5 separate regions of the Sus scrofa genome follow, and regions 1, 3, 4 and 5 are each linked to region 2. A link is a contact called in public Hi-C and HiChIP or PLAC-seq data. All regions are on one chromosome and are shown on one strand. The core of a region is the stretch at or near the end of the contact, and the rest is flanking DNA. Distances in the headings are between cores, read along the strand shown. Region 1 has its middle 54 kb from the start of MRPL37. Region 2 overlaps LOC106508664 (a long non-coding RNA gene). Region 3 overlaps SSBP3 (single-stranded DNA-binding protein 3). Region 4 overlaps SSBP3 (single-stranded DNA-binding protein 3). Region 5 overlaps SSBP3 (single-stranded DNA-binding protein 3).

The links. A called contact is a pair of places that touch in the nucleus more often than the background predicts. HiChIP or PLAC-seq counts read pairs in DNA pulled down with a chosen protein or histone mark.
Region 1: a contact with region 2 is called in an H3K27ac HiChIP or PLAC-seq map of skeletal muscle, with 5 times the contacts expected there. The contact joins two enhancer-like sites. A contact is called at or near these places in 1 of 47 Hi-C or Micro-C datasets (embryonic fibroblasts) and 2 of 2 datasets of contacts at active chromatin or transcription factors (alveolar macrophages and skeletal muscle).
Region 3: a contact with region 2 is called in an H3K27ac HiChIP or PLAC-seq map of alveolar macrophages. The contact joins two enhancer-like sites. A contact is called at or near these places in 3 of 47 Hi-C or Micro-C datasets (embryonic fibroblasts, fetal skeletal muscle and omental adipose tissue) and 2 of 2 datasets of contacts at active chromatin or transcription factors (alveolar macrophages and skeletal muscle).
Region 4: a contact with region 2 is called in a Hi-C map of fetal liver, with 3 times the contacts expected there. The contact joins two enhancer-like sites. A contact is called at or near these places in 1 of 5 promoter capture datasets (liver), 24 of 47 Hi-C or Micro-C datasets (alveolar macrophages, blood, embryonic fibroblasts and 13 more) and 2 of 2 datasets of contacts at active chromatin or transcription factors (alveolar macrophages and skeletal muscle).
Region 5: an H3K27ac HiChIP or PLAC-seq map of skeletal muscle shows a contact between it and region 2. The contact joins two enhancer-like sites. A contact is called at or near these places in 4 of 47 Hi-C or Micro-C datasets (embryonic fibroblasts, fetal liver, liver and 1 more) and 2 of 2 datasets of contacts at active chromatin or transcription factors (alveolar macrophages and skeletal muscle).

The regions. Positions count from the first base shown.
Region 1 is chr6:158,087,364-158,091,115 of Sscrofa11.1, forward strand. No RefSeq gene overlaps it. Among named protein-coding and RNA genes, the nearest start is that of MRPL37, 54 kb to the right of the region's middle. Within about 2 kb of position 2,003, at least 39 of the 83 cell types and tissues checked have an H3K27ac peak or open chromatin away from gene starts, as enhancers often do. A contact at or near this core is called in alveolar macrophages and skeletal muscle, where this site is marked.
Region 2 is chr6:157,841,625-157,845,936 of Sscrofa11.1, forward strand. LOC106508664 (a long non-coding RNA gene) reads right to left here. Exons shown (of 3, transcript XR_002345181.1): 3 at 4,081-4,312. Among named protein-coding and RNA genes, the nearest start is that of ACOT11, 12 kb to the left of the region's middle. Within about 2 kb of position 2,912, at least 72 of the 83 cell types and tissues checked have an H3K27ac peak or open chromatin away from gene starts, as enhancers often do. A contact at or near this core is called in alveolar macrophages, fetal liver, liver and 2 more, where this site is marked.
Region 3 is chr6:158,057,340-158,061,285 of Sscrofa11.1, forward strand. SSBP3 (single-stranded DNA-binding protein 3) reads left to right here. Exons shown (of 17, transcript XM_021096596.1): 7 at 864-930; 8 at 1,049-1,125. Among named protein-coding and RNA genes, the nearest start is that of MRPL37, 84 kb to the right of the region's middle. Within about 2 kb of position 1,937, at least 25 of the 83 cell types and tissues checked have an H3K27ac peak or open chromatin away from gene starts, as enhancers often do. A contact at or near this core is called in alveolar macrophages, omental adipose tissue and skeletal muscle, where this site is marked.
Region 4 is chr6:157,995,740-157,999,907 of Sscrofa11.1, forward strand. All of the region lies in intron 4 of SSBP3 (single-stranded DNA-binding protein 3), which reads left to right. Among named protein-coding and RNA genes, the nearest start is that of SSBP3, 86 kb to the left of the region's middle. Within about 2 kb of position 1,837, at least 5 of the 83 cell types and tissues checked have an H3K27ac peak or open chromatin away from gene starts, as enhancers often do. A contact at or near this core is called in fetal liver and liver, where this site is marked.
Region 5 is chr6:157,976,911-157,980,637 of Sscrofa11.1, forward strand. The region is part of intron 4 of SSBP3 (single-stranded DNA-binding protein 3); the gene reads left to right. Among named protein-coding and RNA genes, the nearest start is that of SSBP3, 67 kb to the left of the region's middle. Within about 2 kb of position 1,276, at least 13 of the 83 cell types and tissues checked have an H3K27ac peak or open chromatin away from gene starts, as enhancers often do. A contact at or near this core is called in skeletal muscle, where this site is marked.

The DNA of each region.
Region 1 (3,752 bases), core at 753-3,252, 240 kb after region 2:
TGAGTGAGGCAAGTGGTTGGGAACTCGGGCCCTGAGCCGAGGCGTGCGCCCTGGGAGTTGCTGGAGGCTCCCCGACATCCCTGGGGAGAAGGGCCCTGGAGCGGGGGCGTCTTGTGGCAGCCAGGCCCCCTGAGTCACGGGGACTGTGTTTCACGTCCAGGGGAGGAGGGTCAGACCCTCACGTCCCACACATGCTTTCTCCCGAAGCCAAAGACGAAGCAAGGCGATGCTGTCTGAAGCCTGAGGTGACCCCCGCCTGCTCCCGTGCCAGCCTTGGGCCTGCGGCTGAGGGGCAGAGCGTCTGTCAAGCACCCAGCCAGAGCCGGCTTGGGAAAGGACCCACAGCGTAAAGGCGCCCCAAAGTAACCTCACCTCTCCACGGGGCTTTTCCAGTTGCACCTACTGGAAACCTCCTGATCAAATGCAGCTGGTAATCCGAAAGTGGGCCGAATCCGAGGGGGATGTGGGGCTTTATCCCCACTTTGCACATGAGGAGACCCAGCATCTGAGTGGAAACTGCACCAGGGGACTCTTAGAAATGGTGTTGCTCCGGTCCTCTGACACCTGCTGGGAATGATCTGAGAACTTTCTAATGGATCAACAAGACACCTGGCGTCCGCATCGTGGCTCGGTGGAAACGAACCCGACTAGCATCCGTGAGGACACGGGTTCGATCCCTGGCCCCGCTCAGTGGGCTAAGGATCTGGTATTGCTGTGAAGAAGCTGTGGTATAGGTTACAGATGCGGCTCAGATCCCGTGTGGCTCTGGTGTAGGCTGGCAGCTACAGCTCTGATTTGACCCCTTGCCCTAGAACTTCCATATGCCACAGGTGCAGATTTAAAAAAATTAAAAAATTGAAAAGGACATTTTCCCCCTTTTTGGCTGCCCCGTAGCACATGGAGTTCCTGGGCCAGGGATCAGATCTGAGCCACAGGTGCAATCTAAGCCACAGCCGCAGCAACACAGGACTTTAACCCACTGTGTCAGGCTGGAGATCAAACCCGTGTCCTAGTGCTAGTGCCCCCAAAATCCCGCCAATTTTGCTGCGCCACAGCCAGAACTCCAAGACAAAGACAAAATGAGAGAGTGTTCACATGTGCTCAAAGCCAGTGTCAAAACATTGGTTCCAAATGCATGTTGCTTAAAAATCCAAGTCCCTAGGAAGTTCCCACGTGGTGGCATGGGTTAAGGACCTGGCATTGCTGCAGCTGTGGTGCAGCCTGCAACTGTAGCTCAGGTTCGATCCCTGACCTGGGAACATCCACAGGCGCAGGTGTGGCAACAATCTGAGTTCCTCTGGTACAATTTTTAGACCAGTGTACCCCCTCCTCTCACAGTCCTGCTTCCTTCCCCCAGACTCACTCTAACTAGGTGGGTGCTCGGTAGTCTGTTCCTGAGGCCAAATAACGCCTTAACATCATCCCCTATTTCCTCCCTCCCTGAGTTTAGAAGAAAGGGAGGTAAGAGGGTGGTGAGGATGAGGCAGGTGGGATTTGGGGATTTGGGGAAGTGGAGGGGGCAGCTGTCATCACATGCGACCTTCCCCGCTCTTCACACTACCCCATGAGGTCTGGGCCTCAGGCTCCTCACCTGCACGGGGAGCACAGAAACACCAGTCCTGGAGTTCCTATCGTGGCTCAGCAGGTTACAAACCTGACTAGCATCTATGAGGATGTGGGTTTGATTCCTGGCCTTGCTCAGTGGGTTAAGGACTCAGCATTGCGGTGAGCTTCGGTGTGTAGGTCTCAGATGCGGCTCGGATCCTGCATTGACATGACTCTGGCGTAGGCCGGTGGCTGCAGCTCGGATTAGACTCCAGCCCGAGAACCTCCATATGCTGAGGGTGCAGCCCTAAAAAGCAAAAAAAAAAGAGGGGGGGCAAGAAACACCAGTTCTGCCAGCCTCAACTTGCAGACAGACCAGCTGCAAAGCACTTAAAGAGAGAAGAGCGGGTGCCAAGCTCCACAGCTCAGCTCCACGGCCCAGGGGGACAGGCCAAGGCCAGCCACGAGGGTTGTCCTCACTCCAGGTTCTGGGACGAGGGCCAAGGCCTGCCCTGCAATACTGGCCTCTTTGCAGGCCAGGCCTCAAGCTGCAAGGTCATCACTGACGGCCGTTTCCTCACAGCCTCCGACCCACAGGCTCAACTCGGGCTCGCTTCCCCTCTCTCCGCTCTCCCGCCGCGCCTCTGGGGGCTTCTGCCCCCTCAGCCTGGCTCCAAGCCACCACCATCACTCACCCAAGAATTACTGCCATGGCCTCCAGCTGGACTCTGTACAGTGGCCCTGCCAACTCGTCCTCCACACGCCCATAAGTGTTCTTAAAAAGAGCCCTCTGACTCAGCAACTCTGCTAGGAATTTATCCAATGGCTGTGCTGGCAGAAGTCCTCTAAGATACGTGAACAAGACGCTCGCTGCAGCATTATTTGTAATAGCTAACGACTAGAAAGAACCCAAATGGCCATCGGTAGATATTAATGCGGCTGCTCAAAAGGACAGCGTAGCTCAAATGTGCTGACCAGGCAAGATCCTGTGATCCCAAGGTATTAGGTGAAGAAAGGCAGGTGTACAAGAGTCTATAAATAGGGTGACGCCAAGTGATGTACATACATGCATCCTGATTATCATTTTAACAGTGCGATGTAAGAAACTCTAGGAGTTCCCACTGTGGCTCAGTGGTAACAAACCCAACTCATATCCATGAGGATGCCTGTTTGATCCATGGCCTCGCTCAGTGGGTTAAGGATCGATCCAGCATTGCCGTGAGCTGTGGTGTAGGTCGCAGACATAGCTCAGATCTGGCGTTGCTGTGGCTGTGGTATAGGCTGGCAGCTGCAGCTCCGAATTGACTCCTAGCCTGGCTACTTCCATGTGCCGAGGGTGTGGCCCTAAAAACACAAACAAAAGCTCTACGTTGGGAGTTCCCGTCGTGGTGCAGTGGTTAACGAATCCGACTAGGAACCATGAGGTTTCAGGTTCGATCCCTGCCCTTGCTCAGCGGGTTAACGATCTGGCGTTGCCATGAGCTGTGGTGTAGGTTGCAGACGCGGCTCGGATCCCGAGTTGCTGTGGCTCTGGCATAGGCTGGCAGCTACAGCTCCGATTAGACCCCTAGCCTGGGAAACTCCATATGCCACGGGAGCGGCCCAAGAAATAGCAAAAAGACCAAAAAAAAAAAAAAAAAAAGTTCTAGGTTGTAGCTACCTTTAGGGTAAAAGACTGGGGCTGCCTTGGGTAGGGTGACAGCTTATATATATAGTGGGAAGCCTTAATTGCCTGGCTTTCAAGGCCCCTTGAGAGCTGGCCTTTCCAGCCTCATCCCAACCCTACTGCACCCCCATTTCCAACCACTCCCCAAAGCACCAGGTCCCTCTGGGCCTCCCTGCTTTCACACGCCCACCACCTGCCCCAATAAACCTTCCACACACACCACCAGCAGCCCCAGCCCTCCTCTTCCTGGTAACCCGTCCTGCTGCCCCCACCCAGCCTAAAACCTGCCTTGTAAATTGGAGGGAGCACAACTTGGGAGGCAGCACTGTCATTTACGGAGGTGACGTGGGCTCCAGCACCTCTCTTCAGAGCCATCCTCCTACAGCAGGAAGTATCCCCATTGACTGCGTGCAGCAAAGTCCCTTGGGAATTGCCCTCAGCCCAAAAAGCCACCTCACCCAAGGTCTCTCCTGCATTGGGAGCAGTGTCATCGGCCACTGGTGACAGGTCATTGGTATTCCTAGAAAGGCTCGGCATCTCG
Region 2 (4,312 bases), core at 1,662-4,161:
AGGGCAGGCTCTGGAAGTCACACGGACACAAAAGATGTGTCAGAGAGGCTCAAAATGAGACCAGCAAGATGGGAAGGGCCAGACCACACCGGGTCTCACCCGGCTGGGGCTGATCCCCAGAGCGATGGAAAGCAGGGTATGGACTGAAGCTGCGGAGGATGCGCTTTGAGGTTCAGAGGGCTTGGTGTGGAGCTCCTGCTGTGGCTCAGCGGTAATGAACCCAACTTGTATTGATGAGGACGCAGGTTCGATCCCAGGCCTCGCTCAGTGGGTTAAGGATCCAGTGTTGCCTTGAGCTACAGTGTAGGTTGCAACATGGCTTCGATCCCACATTGCTGTGGCTGTGGTGTAGGCCGGCAGCTACAGCCCCGATTTGACCCCTAGCCTGGGAACTTCCACATGCTGCAGGTGCAGCCTTACAAAGCAAAAAAAATTTTAAAAAGGTTTGATGCAGGAGACAGTGTGAGGAAGGCTCAGAGGGGTCAGTTTAGAGTCCCCTGTAGACCAGCGGGCCTGCAGATTGGGGTGGTGGTGAGGGACAGGGAGAAGGCAACCACTGGAGAGATATCTAAGGGGAGAAAAGATGAGACTGGGTGCCCGATTGTTCGTGGGCGGTAAGGGAGAGGGAGGAGTCAAAATGACTCCCTGTGCAGCGCCCCTCATCTCTAGGGAGAGAGGAAGGAGGCTGGCAGCCAGACTCGAATAACCCCCAGGGACCCTGCCCCCCACTGCGCTGAGCTGAGCCTCTGACAGAGCCCCCCTCCACATGCCCCGTTCTCCCAAGGGGTTGACTGGACGCTCTGCTGGCTCCGTGCCCACTGCTCCCTCCCTCCCGCAGTCTGCTCTGCGCCTGCCAGAGGGGAGGGGAGGCGAGGGGAGGGGAGCAGCGGCTGCAGAAGCTCTGTGGGGAGGGAGGAAGGGTGGGCTGAGGAAGCCAGCCCGGCGAACCCCCAACCTAGGAGCAAGCCCAAAGACCTGAGAGGGCCAGAAGAGAGGATGTGACAGACAAAAGAAGAGAAGGAGCAGTCCAGCGTCACCAAACACTGGAGAAGAAAGACACCTGCCGGATCCTCTTGCCCACACCCCATTTTAGAGACTGCGAAACTGAGGTCCAGAGATGGCAACAGTTAAGGAGCCTAGAACTCAGGTGGCAGCAGCCGCATACTCTTCTGCAGGGACCCCCTCACCTGGAGCAGTCCCTTCGACCCTGGTCTGACCAGAATGGATACACAGCACGACAGCCACCACCGTCTGCCCCCCAAGTAGAAGAGGGCAGGTGAGCTGATGGTTCAGGTCCCCCGAAGTCCCCACAGTTGAGAGAGCTGGATTGAAAGACAAAGTCTTGAGGTCGCCCTCGGCTGCAGAACTGAGCAAGGCCAGCCCGCACTGATCTCTCACCTGTAAAATGCTGTATACTGAGCACTGAGGGATGAAGGAAGACTTTGTGACTCCAAAGAAGGCATAAACCCATCTCTCTGAGCAAACTGCTCCCCTCTCCAGGACTCAGTTTCCCCAACTGCACAAAAGGGGACTAGACCCATTGATCTTCAAGGTGCAGTCCATCACTGGACCCCCACAGCATGCTAAAGTTTTAAATTCTAGAGAAAGCATCCAAACCTCAGCACTGCATCCTCCTGGCCCCCAGAACTGGCGCTTGGAAGGCCTCCTCAGGCCTGTCACCAGGGGATCACTGCCACCCCTGCCCAGGTACCACTGGCTCCGTCCTCCAGGCCCCTCGTCTCCCAGGCTGCAAGGCGCCGGCGATGGCCCCTAGGGGGCAGTGTTGCCCCGAACTTGGGCTGCCGCAGCTGCTACCCCCGCCCCAACCGGCGCCACGAGAATACTTGAGTTCTGGGAATGTTTGACACCCCCCGGCACACAAACCGCCCCCCGCTGCCAGCCCCAGCCCCAGGGGCTCCCGCGCCGCTCGCAGCCCGCCCGGTGCGGACTTGCTGCTGGCTCCCCCACCTCTCTCAGCAGAACACACTTCGCAAGGACAGGGCTTTTATTTTTGTTTTTTCCGCAGGAGTGGGGGGCAGGTATGGTCTCAGGCTGCTCGCGCCGCCGACTAGGAAGTCTCTGTGCTCAGAGAGCCGAGGCAGAAATTGGAGGGGCGAGGGGGCTTGTTTTTCCAACAACCTGTCAGCTGCTTCCCCCGTCACCCCCGTATCCTTTTGATAAGGGGTTGGCGGGCATCCACCCTGCACCTCCGCCCCCAAACCTGTCGCCAGGGTTCTCCCAACCCCTCCAGAAAGCGCCCCAGGACGGAGGGTGGAGGCTGCAGGGTCCGATATTCTCGACCCCCTCCACCAGCCTGGTCTTCCCTAGCTCAAGCCCAGGCCCAGGAGCCTGGACACAGCGGGGGTTTGAGGGGCTGGGTTTAGGGGGTGACTTCTGCTAAGTCCCCCACCCCACCCCCCAGCTGTGAGCAGCAAAGTCAGGGTCTGGAGTGAAGACGGTCAAGGAGAAACGGAGGGAAAACCCCATTCAAGTTTGGTCCAACGGTTTAATGGGGGGGGGAGCAGGAAGGATTTAAAAGCCCCGAACCCACAAAGCAGACTTTTTAAAAAATTATAATTGAAAACATCTCGAAGTAAGGGCCGCCAGGAGCGGGCCAGCTCCCCCCGCCCCATCCCCCTCTTCTGCTCCCCGGAGTCCGATGAAGTCATGATAAGTAGGCTGCAAAAAAAAAGGTGGGGGTGTTCGCTTGGAGGGACGGGGGGCACAGGGGTCCCAGGCTGGGGCCCCGCGCGGACACAGTTTGGATACTATGGTTACGCGATCCGACCCAAACAGCGAAGGCGGACAACAATAGCGGCCGCCAGAGGAGGAAATTCCTTCCGGGGTGGACGGCGCGGGGGGAGGGGCGCCTGGCTGGAACGCCGAGGCGGCGGCTCGGCCAATCAGCGCGCGGCCGCCGGCGGTTTCAAGGTGCCCCGCGCCGCGCGCCACCCTCCCCCCCGCCCCCCGCGCGCTCCGCTCGGGCGCTGGAATTGCTGAGACGTTTCCCTGCACGCGCCCGGGTAACCCTGCGGGGGCTGCTGCCCAGGCCGACCCCTCCCCAGCCCTTCCCCCCGCCCCCCCTCCTGGAGCCCACCGCCCCGGGAAGGCTGAGCGTTCCGCTGCCTGAGTTGCTTGCACTTGAGGGAGGTGGGGGGGAGAAAATCCCTCCAAACTACCTCTTTCTGTGGGGTTGGTTCCTGCACAAGCCTGTTTTCTATTTTAAAGCATGTCTCAAGAAAAAATGAGAGAGGAGAGAGAGAGAGAGAACGGCGAAAGCGAAGGTCCACCCCAGCTCCAGCCCGGGAGGCTCTGACCCCTGCCTGCCTGGCTGCGGGGGCTGTTATATAATAAGTTGGGTTATTGATATTGGCGGCCCTGGCCGGGCATCTGGCATGCAGAGGTCCAAGGGCAGAGCTGGCGCTGGAGCTGGCGTTTAGAAACCACCCCCCTCCGCTCACGGTTACCTGCTTTATAATGGACCGGAGGAACCAGGGTCTCCCCCCACCCCAGCCGGCGGTCTGGGTTATTTACGTGGTGGCCATGGCGTGACCGTGCCGCCTCCCCCCCACCTACCAGGGGGTCTGTGCCCAAGTCCCCCCCTCTTTAGAAGCCTCAGATTGGCTCCCAACCCTTTTGCCCCGCGGCCAGGCCCTCCACGATGCCTCCTCTTCTGCCAACTGCCCAAAGCCGGCATCCAGTGCACTGCCGAGCACCGAACTGGTCCCGGTCCTTTTTTTAAGCTGAACCGGGTTTCTGCTCTCTGATGCCTCCTGAGCTCGGAGCACCAGTTGGATAAGGAGTAGGCAGATGCTTCTTATTCATTCCATACTGAGAGATTCACTTCCCTGGAAGGCTCCAACGCTCAAAAAGTATTTGCCTTCCTCTCCCACTCTTTCTCTCCCTCTCTTCATATATAATGGGGATAGCCCTCATTCTCCAGTTCCTCGTGTGTCTCTTTATAAATAAATAATGAGATTTTATTAATTATGCACGTATAGTGTCTGCAAGCAGATTGCTCTGTCTCTTGATGCTTAATATTTTTTTAAAAAAAGGAAGAAAAACCCTCCATACTGAAGCTGGGTTTTTGTTGTTTTTTTATTCCCTGCAAGCAAACAAAACTTCAAGGGGCCATGCGCCCTCCAAGGGGGGGAGAGGAAGGCAGAAGTTGGGGGTAAGAAGGAGGGATTAAAGGGGGTTCTCTGCAGATTTTCCAGGCAGCTGAAGGCAAATTTCAAGTAGCCTGCTTCGTGTTTTGCGACTGAGCTGCTGGTCTGAAAACATACCAAGGTTCGCTTGGGCGTTTGTGTGC
Region 3 (3,946 bases), core at 687-3,186, 210 kb after region 2:
CTTCCTCAGTGTCCCTCTCACCCTCTCCTGGAGGCCCCCTCCTTCACTCCTGGGGTTGGAAGGTGGCATTTCTTGTGGTGGAAGAGGACAGGGGTCCAGAGTCCTGGGTGTCCCTCCTGGCTCAGCCCGCAGGTGACTGAGGGCACTGGGGCCTCTGGACCCATCCTCATCTAAATCTCAGAAGCCCCCTGGTCAGTCCCCTGCTCCCCTTTAAAAAGGACCTCCTGGAGTTCCCTTTGTGGCGCAGTGGAAGTGAATCTGACTAGGAACCATGAGGTTGCAGGTTCAATCCCTGGCCTCACCCAGTGGGTTAAGGATTCCATGTTGCTGTGGCTATGGAGTAGGCTGGCAGCTGTAGCTCTGATTCGACCCCTAGCCTGGGAACCTCCATATACTGCGGGTACAGCTCTAAAAAGCAAAATAAAATAAAAAGGACTTCCCGTGGTGATAGGATTTTGGCTTATGCATCTCTGGTGTCCCTGCAATTTGGGGTCGGGGGAGGGAAGGAGTTGCATCTCCATGAGGCCAAAGAAAGACAGGGTTTGGGTGGTAAAAGGGAGGGAGCAGTGCGGCCTCCGAGGGGTGTGTGGCAGGCGGTGTGGCCAGAGTGACCGGGCTCTGGCAGGTATACGGACCCAGGAAGGCAGCAGCGCCCGCGGCAGATGAGCGCCCACATTGCCCTTTTCTGTAACACCTGCCAGAGCTGACTGCCCCTCCGGGGGACCCCTTAGCCGGGGTGGTCTCTGGGGCGCCATGAGTGGCCCCCAGTGCTTGGGCAGGGAGCTGGGGCAGGCAGGTGCGTCCTCCTCTGTCCCCCAACCCTGCGGAGCAGCCGCTCAGCTCGCGTCTTCCGTGTCTTTCAGCCTCCAGGCGGAGTTCCTGGGACACAGCCACTGCTGCCCAATTCCATGGATCCCACACGGCAACAAGGTAGAGGCGGGGGCAGGGCGGGCTGCCCAGGTTGTGGGGGGGTTGGGAGCGGCTCCTCCTCCCCCCACTGTCTGTCTCCTCCTCCTGGCCCTCACGGCTCACCCCCTCTCTCACGCAGGGCACCCCAACATGGGAGGATCCATGCAGAGAATGAACCCTCCCCGAGGCATGGGGCCTATGGGGCCCGGCCCACAGGTAACCGTCGCCTGTCCGTCCGTCCATCTGCCTGGCCATCCGTGTGCACCCGCCTTCTCTCCTCTTTCCAAGTCTGTCAGTCTTTCCACGTCGCAGGGGTGGGAAGAGGGCCTGACCAGGGCCTTAGCTGCCCTTTCTGCCCACAACCGGGCAGGTCCCCGGGTGGGTTTGAGGGAGTCCCTGGAGCCAGGGAAGAGGGGCCTCTGAGAGCCGCCCATGGCAGGGACTGGAGGGAGCAGAAGCAGGGGTCTGTAGGGCCCAGCAGTGCTGTGGGTCCCCTGAGCTCCCTCCCTCTCCCAGCAGAGGTTGGGGGTGGACTGGAGCTGGCTCCACGGTCACAGTTTGTTGTAACCTGAAGGCAGCATATGTCACTGACTGCAACTCCCCTTTTTCTGACTTTGGATGAGTCACTTTGACCTCAGTGGGCCCCAGCGTCCCCGCTTGTCCAGTGAGGGGTGAGTCTATAGCCATGGTTCTTGGAGGTACCACCCCAGCCGAGAGGAGGTCAGGCTAGCCGCGGCCCCTGGTGCTCCCTCCAGCCCAGAGCTTTTGACGCTTTCCCACACCGGGGTCCCGCCTAAGATTTCTGTTGCCCAGAAGGGGCTCCGGTGCCCGGAAGAACAGTTTAGAAACCTCTAGAAGAAATGACCTTAAGCGCCCTGCCTACCTCTTCATAGTTACAGCACAGGGGTCGCTCCTTGTGACCCAGCTCCATCCCCACAGGTCCCAGGTCCTGCAGGACCCTCGGGGGTTGGGGGGTGTCTGACGGCCATCCCTGTCCTGGGACCTTCTCACAGTTGGCTCCTGCTCTGCTCAGTGTGAGAGTGCGGCTCTGTGTCCTGCAGCAGCTGTGGCAGAGCGTCCACTGTGTTCTGCTCTCCCTGGGAATTCTCTGGAATCCGATGATCCAGAGCCCAAAGCCTGAGTAAGGAGAGGGGAGCTTCCCAAGGAAGAGCAGGAGGATTCTGTTCTAGGTGTTTCTTCCTTTCTTTTCTGCCCTGCCCGGAAGCCCGCTTGTCTCTCCCACTCCTGCTTGTAGGTGTTTGGCTCCTCCGGGCCCAAGCACAGGTTTCCGGTGTCCCCCTCCCACCTCCCGACCCCAACACACACGCACGCACGCCTCCCCTTCTAGGAAGGGGTGTCTGCCCCCACGCCCGCAGCCTCCCACTCTGTCCGGAATCGTGTGTGCTGCACACCCAGCCTGCTGCTTTCGTCCTCAAATCTTTCAACATCTGTGGTGTTGAAAGATTTTAGGGAGGTCCTTGTCTTTCGTTGGCCCCATAGCCCTAAAAGGAAGCAAGCCCACACCAGTTGCAGCTCTGGCTTTCTTGTTCTCATTTCTTTCCTCAAATCCCCCAAAGCTTGTGTTTTCACCAGCTCCTTTTAAGCCACCAGAGTGGCCCCTTCCTGCCGGGCGGCCTGCCGGAGCTGACCTCGGCAGGGGCCCGTGGGAGCAGCGGCAGGGCCTGAGAGCCGAGCGCTCCCCCTCCCAAGGCAGAAGCTTGCAGATTCCTCAGCTGCACGCTAGAGACACTATCTTGGTGTGGAAATCAGCAGTGGCCTTGGACTCAGAATGTTCTGGGGGGCCTGGGGGATACAAGAGGAAGGAGTATTCTACCACCCACCCCTCTGATTCTTGGCGACCGCACGTCTGCATCTGTGCAGTGGGAAGGAGACCAGGAAATGCCTAGTAGGGGCGCCGAAAGGAGGAGGCTCAAGTTCTCGCCGTGATGCTTGGCACAGAGTAACCGCTTAGTCAGTCCGGGGGCTTAAAGCCAGGGTGCAGAGAGCTCCTGTTGTGGCTCAGTGGGCCAAGAACCCGGCTAGTATCCGTGAGGATGCAGGTTCGATGCTTGGCCTCGCTCAGTGGGTTGAGGATCTGGCATTGCCGTGAGCTCTGGTGGAGGTCAAGGATGCGACTCGGATCCCACGTTGCTGTGGCTGTGGTGTAGGCCAGCAACGGCAGCTCCAATTCGACCCCTAGCCTCACTTGGGAACCTCCAAGTGCCACACATGCAGCCCTCAAAAGCCAAAAAAACCCAAACAAACCAAAACACACCCCTGTTCAGGACTCGAGCTGCTTGGGTTTGGTGATGGCTCCGTGTTTCTTTTGCATTTTTTTTTTTTTTTTTTTTTTTTTTTTTTGGCAAAGGCCATCAACAGCTTGTTCATAAGCCTGTAGGAATATTGAGGTTCCAGAAGCTGGGAGTGAATGTTCTCAGACAGACCAAGAGCAGAGTGTTCTGGAAGGTTAGGAGTCACTGAGCAGTGTGCAGTGGTGGAGCTCTGTCGTGGGCCCTGAAGTTGGCACCCAGAGGGGAGGGAGTGGCTGGCACCCGGGGGCGACTAGCTGGTCCAACCCACCCCCGCCAGCCTCCAGGGCTCTGAAAGCATCGCTCTTGTTTTTCATTTTCCAGTTTTAAGGGGTGTAATTGACGCACAGCGCTGTGTACATTTCAGCTGTGGAGCGTCCTGATTGGACTTAGATCCGTTGTGAAACGATTCCCACAGTAAGTTTAGGGAACATCCGTCATCTCCTAGAGATACAAAATTAAGGAACTAGAACCAAAAAAAATCTTTGCTCCTTGCGATGAAAACTCTTTAACAACGTCCATGCATAACGTACAGCAGGGCTCATCATCTCTATCATTTTGTGTCCCATCGCTTGCATTTGTAAATGGGGGTTCAAGCCGTTTGACTGCCTTCACCCAGCCCCTCCCCGCAACCTCCTCCCCCTGCCACCTGCCGTCCGTGGTGACCACAAATCTGATCTCCTTCTATGAGTCTGTCTCTTTTTGAAGTACAGTTGACCTGCAACCCT
Region 4 (4,168 bases), core at 587-3,086, 150 kb after region 2:
GGCTCGCTGTGTGCATGTCCTGGTGCTGAGGTGGCACATCCTTCATTTGATTTGCACGACAGCTCCCAAGACTCAGCATCGATCCCCCCATTATTCACGGAGGAAGAGGTTGGGGCTCAGGCAGGGGAAGTTCCTCGCAGGCCCCTCGCCTGAGGGCTGCCCTGCAGCCTCTGGAATACTTGGGTGATGCGGTGAGAGCTTTCAGGATGGAAGCCAGGCATCCAGCCACTTGACATCAGGCCAGGGACTGTCCTTGTCAAGCCCTCAGTGTCCTCCTCTGGAAACGGAGGGCACTGGGATGAGTAGAGGGTGGTGCCAGAGTTCTCTCTGAAGTGCCCATCTAGCCCTGCTGCACTCATGCCTGCATATCTCAGGGAGCCTCTCTCCTCTGCTTCAGGATGAAGCCCACATGCCCCTCATCCCTGGGCATGGACAGAGGGGCTCCTCGGAGATCCCGGGACATGCCGCATCCCCCCAGCACCATGCAGTCCTGCCGCCCAGGATGCCCGCTGCTGCTCTCAATTGCTGGGAGGGCAAGTTTCTCTTGCCAGCTGGGCTCTAGGTTCTTTTTCTTTTTTCTTTTTTTTTTTTTTTTGTCTGTTTATTGATTGATTGATTGATTGCATTTTAGGGCCACACCCACAGCACATGGAGGTTCCCAAGCTAGGAGTCAAATTGGAGGTGTAGCTGCTGGCCTACACCACAGCCACAGCAACGTGGAATCCAAGCTGCATCTGCGACCCACACCACAGCTCAGGGCAATGCCAGATCCTTACCCCACTGAGTGAGGCCAGGGATCGAACCCGCGTCCTCATGGGTACTAGTTGGGTTCATTAACTGCTGAGCCACGATGGGAACTCCTCTAGATTCTTTTCCCAGCAATTCTTTCCTGCCTCCTCAAGGTAGAATAAACTGTTCCTGGCTTTTTGGGTTTTGTTTTGTACTTCGTTCATTCATCCATCCATTCATTCCACAGACTCTTTGGTTGACCGCCTCCCGTATGCCAGGATGGTGCTACTTGCTAGAGTTACCGGGACAGCTTACCTCTGTGGGTTAAAGATATCTGTTTGTCTCCCCCACCCGGTTTCCTTGAAATCAGGGCCTGTCCGTGTGTCTCTGCCCCAGGTTCCTCGCCCCTGGATGATGCTCAGAGTCCTGACTGCCCAGCAGCTTGGGTATTAACTCTAAAACCTGTTAGGTGTTGTCTTTGGCTTCTTTGAAGCCAGGCCTCTGCCCTCCTTGGTCTTTTTTCTTTTAGGCATTGCTAGCATTTGTCATCTCAGAAGTTGGCTTTTCTTCGACATAACTTTAAATTTGGTGCTTTCCCCCTCTGGGAGTCACTCGTATTTGTGTTGAATCTAACCCGCCCCCTCCCCGGGACCTGAAGCCCCTGGAGGCCGGGGGCACATCTGTTTCGCCTTGAACTCCTCTGCCCTCTCACTGCCTGGTGTGTAGCAGGTACCTGGTGCATGAGTGGATGGCAGGAGACAGGGGTTGTCGCCCTCCGGAGGCGTCTGTGAGCCAAGGGAGCCCCGATTCTTCTTTTAGAACCTGAGAAATTGGGGGGTCTGTCCAGATGTGAGTTTTGAAACCAGGCTCCCCAGTGCTGGTCTTTGTGGTTGGTTCATTCCTTGGGCCTCCCAGGCCACCTGCCTCCTTCAAAGAGAAGGGCCAGCAAAAGAACAGTAAACCCACCGGAAAGACCATGTCTTCGCTGCTGCTGCTGCTGCTGTTGCTTCCTCCAGGACTCTGTTTTACAACCTAATAAACTGATGCAGAACCTGCTTTGGGCCATTTTTCCTGGAGGTGGTCATTGTCCCTTTGAACAGCTGGCGCCTGCCTGGAGGGTTGATCATTAACAAACTCGGGCATGGTCTGCGTGGTAAAGGCACTGACGCAGAGTGGGCTTGCACCGGGAGGGGCGGTATCGAGGACCTTTCCGAGTTGAGCTCAGGGTGGGTTCCAAGCGAGGACCAGGTTCCACGGGAAGGAGCCCTGAGCGTCCCTCTTCCCGGGGAACTCTTATTAGAGGAAAATCCGGAGGGTTCCCCTCCCCTGGTTTTCGTACCCCACAAAAGCACTCTGACCCTCATGGTGGCTGGTGTAGACCTGGCTTGGAGCTACACAGGGGTTTCCAGTCCCATTTCCGGAGGAGCGTTTGACGATTTAAACAGTCACCATGTCGGGGGATGTGGGTCTTATTAACGCGGATCCAGTTCTGTGACCTGGGCTCCAGTTCAGCTCATCGCTTGGAATTTGTCTGAGATGGTAATCAGCTCATCGCTGAGCCTCTGGTGTCCCACCTGGGGGGTGGGGATAAGGATGCATCCCTGGTTCTGCTGCTTGTTGTAAGGATTGGAAAGAATGTATATAGAAGCACTCGGCACGTTTGCTGCTCATAGTGGTTGGTTCCCTGCCCTTCGCCCCTGAGCAGAGTCTGCCACAGGCAGCATGGCATTGAAAGCATAGAACCCCGAGGATTCAGGCACAGAATTGCAGCATTTTGCAAGCCTCAGGTAGCTCCCTGATGAAACGGGAGTACCCCCTTGTCAGGTGGCTGAGGGAAGACAATGAAATGGGAAGAGGAAGGTGCAGATAGCCTGGGATGGGACGGCTCACCTTCCCATCACCCCTTCACTAAGGTTTGAGGATGTATGAACTGGTACAGGTCCGGATGGTGCAAGAACTACAAGAGTCTAGAAAATGTTTGCCGTGGGAGAGCAGAGGGGAAGGGGGGAAGAGTCAGTGGAGGATCTGGAGAGGCCACTGGGTGGTGACGCCACCTCCTTCATCAGAAGGAGACCTGCGTGGGGGCAGGGGAAGGCTTGGGGACGTGGTCCTTTCCCAGCATCCTGTTCCTTTAAGCCCAGGCTTCCAGCTTCTTCTCCAGGAGGTGAGACTCTGCAGAGAACTGCTTGGAAAGCTCCATCCTCCCCCTCCCCCCATCTCTGGGGGTGTGAAGATGAGCTGGTGTAACTATAGCTTGGTGTTTTGGTGTCTGTGAGAAAAGCAGAATTGGCTCAAGCTGCTTTCTCAGTTAAGGGGATTTAAGAGGGAAAAAAAAAAATTAATCCAACCCTGGTGATCAATCTGACACCTTCCCTTTGAGCCCCAGATGGCTGCTTGGGGTGGAAAGTTGGCCACTGCTGCTGTTGGGGAATGGAAGGGTGTATCTGTCTCCGTACTGCAAAGTATGGCTCTCTGTACGCACATGCACACTCTTTATAAAGCCTGCCTGCCTGGTTTGGGTTTTTGGAGGGTATTTCAGCATTCCCAGAAGGTTCCTGTTGGTTAAATGTCATTCTTGGAGGTGTCATGTTAACAGGGTTTGAAACCAGGTTTGTGTGCCGTGGTTCCTCTCCCCCCGCACCTGGCCTCCCCTTGCTAAAGCCCCGGGGCCTGGAGGTGAGGAGCGGGCTTGGAGGAGGAGGGAGATCCAGGGATCGCTCTCCTCCTGCTTCAAGCCGGTGCTCCTTGTCTTTGAAAGACAACTTTAGGAAAAGTGGGGGACGTGAAAGGAAGACATTCCCTTTAGCATTATTGTGTCACAGTTTCTAGACTTGGACACAGTGCTGTCGGTCAGCCCGTGTCTGTGGTCTGCTGCTTTTTCTTTGGCTAGCATGTTTCCAGCTCTTCCTAACCGTCCTCTAATAGCTGCCCAGGCTTTGTTGAACTCTTCCTCTGTGACTGGCTGTTCCTTCCCATTCTCCCTCCCAAGCGGCCACTGTCCGTAACACTGCAACGAACATCTTTGCGTTTCATTTTGGATGCTCTCCTTGGCATAAATTCCCAGAAGTGAAATCACGAAGTCAGAACGTGTGGACCGATCCTTTCAAGATCCTTGTGTCATTTTGCCAGGTTACGTTCAAAAGGATCGTCTTGACTCACGCTGATGCTAGAAGAGATAAACGGGTATTCCGACTGCATCTTCACTTACACCGAGGATTATAAAACACTTTTTTTTTTTTTTAAGGAAGCTCTCTGTTGGCAGTAGATGAAAAATGTTACAACCCTGACTTTCCTCTCTTGGTACCAACCACCAAGTCCAACGGCAGCGGGCGTCTTGTGGCGCCAAGGGGAGTGCGGTGCGTCCTCTCTGCTGTTCCCTGAGTGCCAGGGACTCAGAGCCTCGCAGGAGAGAGGAGAGACGGGCGGCCGTCGGGAACGA
Region 5 (3,727 bases), core at 26-2,525, 130 kb after region 2:
TGTGTCCTCCCTTTCCACCTCTATGGGGCCCCAGAAATTCCTCTCTCTCCCCCTTATCAATCACCATTTCCCTGGGAAGCCACTGGGGATCCTGGGAAGGTTCTGAGGGTGATGAAGCAGAATTTGCACTGTTCCGAGAGTAACTTTCCGTCATTGGCGGCTAAAAATAAAATGCGTCCTTGCTCCTCACTGCCTGTAGGCTCTCTTTTGGGGTGGTATGGGGAGCCACTTTTCCATCCGTGCTCCCTCCCTGCCAGCCCTCAGCAGCCGTGAGGATTCCCACAATTTGGGGCAGGAGTGGGCTTGATGCCACTCGTCCCCCCGAGAACTGGGCCCCCAGGGCCTCTCCAAGGAAGTGCTCTGCTCCTCTGTCCAGCGGGCGCTTGGGGACACCTGGGGGGTGGGGGTGGGGGGCAACTCCCTTTGCAAATATCACCGCAGCCAAAGAGACACGGCGCCCTTAGAGGACTTTCTTTGTTCAGCCTGCTTCATTTTGATATCTGGAATGCACAGGGGCACGAGCGATAAATTAATTTGTTCAATTAATTTTGTAAATATTGACCCAGCTGAAGTTTCATGCCAGTCACATGTCAGGCACCCGAGGGCTTACCAACAAGCGACATGACACAGTCCCTTCCTTGAAGGCCCTTTATCCTTGGGGTGGGGCGGCACAGGGTGGAGGAGAAAGATGTGAATGTTCAGACAGAACCCAAGCTGCAGGGTCCTGCTCCCCACGCCACCCTTACTTCTAGAATTCACTCACCTGTCTGCCTGAGTGGGGAGTGAAAACCGTGCATTGTGCCTGTCCCTTTTTAAGGGCACTTGCAGTTCCCATGTCCCTTAGTAAATGTTTTTTTGAGTGCTTACTGGGTGCTGGGCCTGGGCCCCTGCTAGAATTTTACTTGTATTGATTTCCCTGGACTCGGCGAGCCTCTGATGACTGCTGTCACTCTTATTTTCCAGTTGATGCAACTCAGGCCCAGAAAGGTTAATTAACTAGCCTCAGATCCCACAGCTACAATGTTGCAGAGCCTGGATTCAAATGTAAGCACATTCATTCCAGAGCTCCTCCTCACTGCTGGCTGTAGAGACACGTCTACCCTGAGAATGTATCTGTTACGCATCCCCTCTCTGCCTCGTGTGAATTACCTTAAATAGATGCTTTCTCTTTAAAAATCTTCGCAATGCTTTCCATTTGGTCGTTAATATTCCTGCTAACCCTGTGGAATAAGGAAGCACTCCCCGGCCCCAGTCCGCCCTTCTCTCCTTGAATCCAAGCTCTCTGTAGAGGGCACTAGACTTCAGAGGCTGGAATGAAACCCTGTGGTCTGAATCCAGAGCCTGTGGGTGAGAGAAGGGCCCAGAAAGCCTCCTGCAAACTGTGAAGTGCCTCATGCAGTGAAGGGCGTGGGAGGAAAGGTGTGTGCGCAGAACCCTGGCTTGTAACACAGACCTCACGCATCCTACTTGGGGATTTCTCGCACAGTTGTCACGGTCTGGTTTCAGGTACCTGTGAAAAATTATGGTGATTAAAATGTAATTTGGAATCCCCTGTTGGCTCCCAGCAGCTGGTCCAGATGCGGGAGGCTGGGGCTGTCCGGGCCCGAACAAGCTGAGGCTTGTTAGGGGTGTCACTTTGCTCTGCCCTTTGTGTTGCTGCGTAGAAGGATGGGGGCACGAGATACAGGAGCTATTTTTACATCATTCGCGTCATGTTCAGCATTACTGGATGTTTGTGGTTGAGTCCCTGTTTAGCCTCCGCCGGGAAGCGAGAACTCCCTTTGCTGCCAGGGTCTGTATGGAAAGTCAGGCTCAAACCCTTGGGTGTATATAGATGGAGTTCTCTAAAGGCGGAGGGGAGGGCTCCAGTGGCTTTGCCATCACCTGGCCAGCTTGGAGTTGTCTTCTTAAGGCTTAGATTTGTCCAGGGCTCTTCAGACTCCTTCCGGGGGTAGAGGGGGCAGCGCAGGTGAGAGGCCATGGGCCCATCCACGCCCTTATTTATTCCACAGATGGTTTTCCAGTTGTGAGATACATACTAGATCTTTTTCAGGTACTTGCAGAGTGAAGCCAAATAAAGTATTAGCCTTCAAGGGTTTTATAGTCTGGTTGGGGAAATGGAAAATAAACATTTGCTTTAGCGTATACAAGCCGAGCATCTGTGCCCGGCTCTGTTGGAGGTACTGGGAATCCAGTGTCCTCATAGTAGGGACACGGGCTGTGGGAACACAGCAGAGGGGCGCGAGGGTCACTCACGCATGCGTGGACAGAGGCAGCTTCTTGGAGGAGGCAGTGCTTTGCAGGAGTTGATCTAATGAACTGGGGGATGAGTGGTTTCAAGTATGTACTTGGGGTTTATCTGCTATTGAGTGTTATTTGTAGATGTTTTCGGGAGTTGGTTTGGGGAACCCCTGTGGCTACCAAAATCCGTGGATGCTCAAGTCTCTTACATCAGGTGGCCTGGTACGTTGGGCCCTCCGTATCCGCGGGTTCCCTCTCCACAGATTCAACCACCCTGAGTGTTGCGTGGACAAGGAACCTGTGGATATGGAGGGGCGAGTGTAGGCACACATGACATCATGGGTGATTATAGTCCTTCTGTCTTATTCAGTTGAGGTCCTGGGATTTTATTTTTATACCCAAAGGGCTCACTGTCTTTGAAACGTTTGAGAAAAAAGCACTGTATGTCAGCCAAGCCCTGTTGCTTCGGCGCTTGGAGACTGGAGGTCAGCCTCGGCCACACCAAGTCTGCCCTTGAAGTCTCTGCCGCCTCTGGCCTCTTGGCACTTCCTGCCCCTCGTCCTCTTTAAGAGGGCAGGCCAGAGGGGGTTAATGCACAGCCGGAATCGAGGCAGCCAGGTCCCCAAATGCTGGTCCTGGCCTGGCTTGCCCACAGGGCTGGAAGTGTGTGTGCAGGGGACGGGCATGGGGTCCTACCTGCATGTCCTGTGGACTGGGGCGTGTGGCTCTGGGGAGGAAGGGTGTGGGCAGGTCCCGCTGTTCAGATGAGCGGTGGGGCCTTTGCAAAGTGGAAGTAGAGAGAAGCAGGGCTCCCACCAAGAGTTTGCAGAATGCGTCCTGGTCCAGCGTCCCTTCCCCTTGCCCTCTTTGCCTGCATCATTCATCCAACGTCGTTTCTGCCAACAGAGCCTCCCAGCAGCCCCTCTCCTCTGCCACGCCCAGGGCAGGGTGTGGAGGAAGCCGGTGAGTTAGGTATGGCCCTGCCCTTGGGGTGGCTGACCGTTCTGGGGGTCCCCCCTGCCCCCGCCCAGGTGGCCACCGGGCCTGATGTGACATGTGCCTTCTGAGACCCTCTGCACATAGCTGGCATGTCTGGAGTGTCCCCACTATCCTTGTGAGCCACATGCTGACACTGCAGCCCGCCAGGCCCTGTCCTTGGCGCGGGATTATTTGCAGTTAGTATTCCAAATGTCAAGTTCCCCTTGACTTGAACTGAGCAGACGAAACAAAATGGCAGGCAGATTAGAAGGGGCTTGAGAAGCCTTTTAGGATTTGAAAACCTTCCTCTGTTGACTTTGAAAAGCTGCTGAACCGGGCGGCTCTGCCAAGGCGGGGGCGTCGGCTCGGTGCCCACTGGCTTCCTGGGCCTGGGAGGGCCGGGCTGGTGTTCCTTTCTCCTCCCAGGTCCGGGGAGCTGGGGGAGCCCCCCGAGCTGGTGCAGGAATGAATCCAGTCCCTTCTCCTTAGTGGGAGGAGGGGGGGAGGT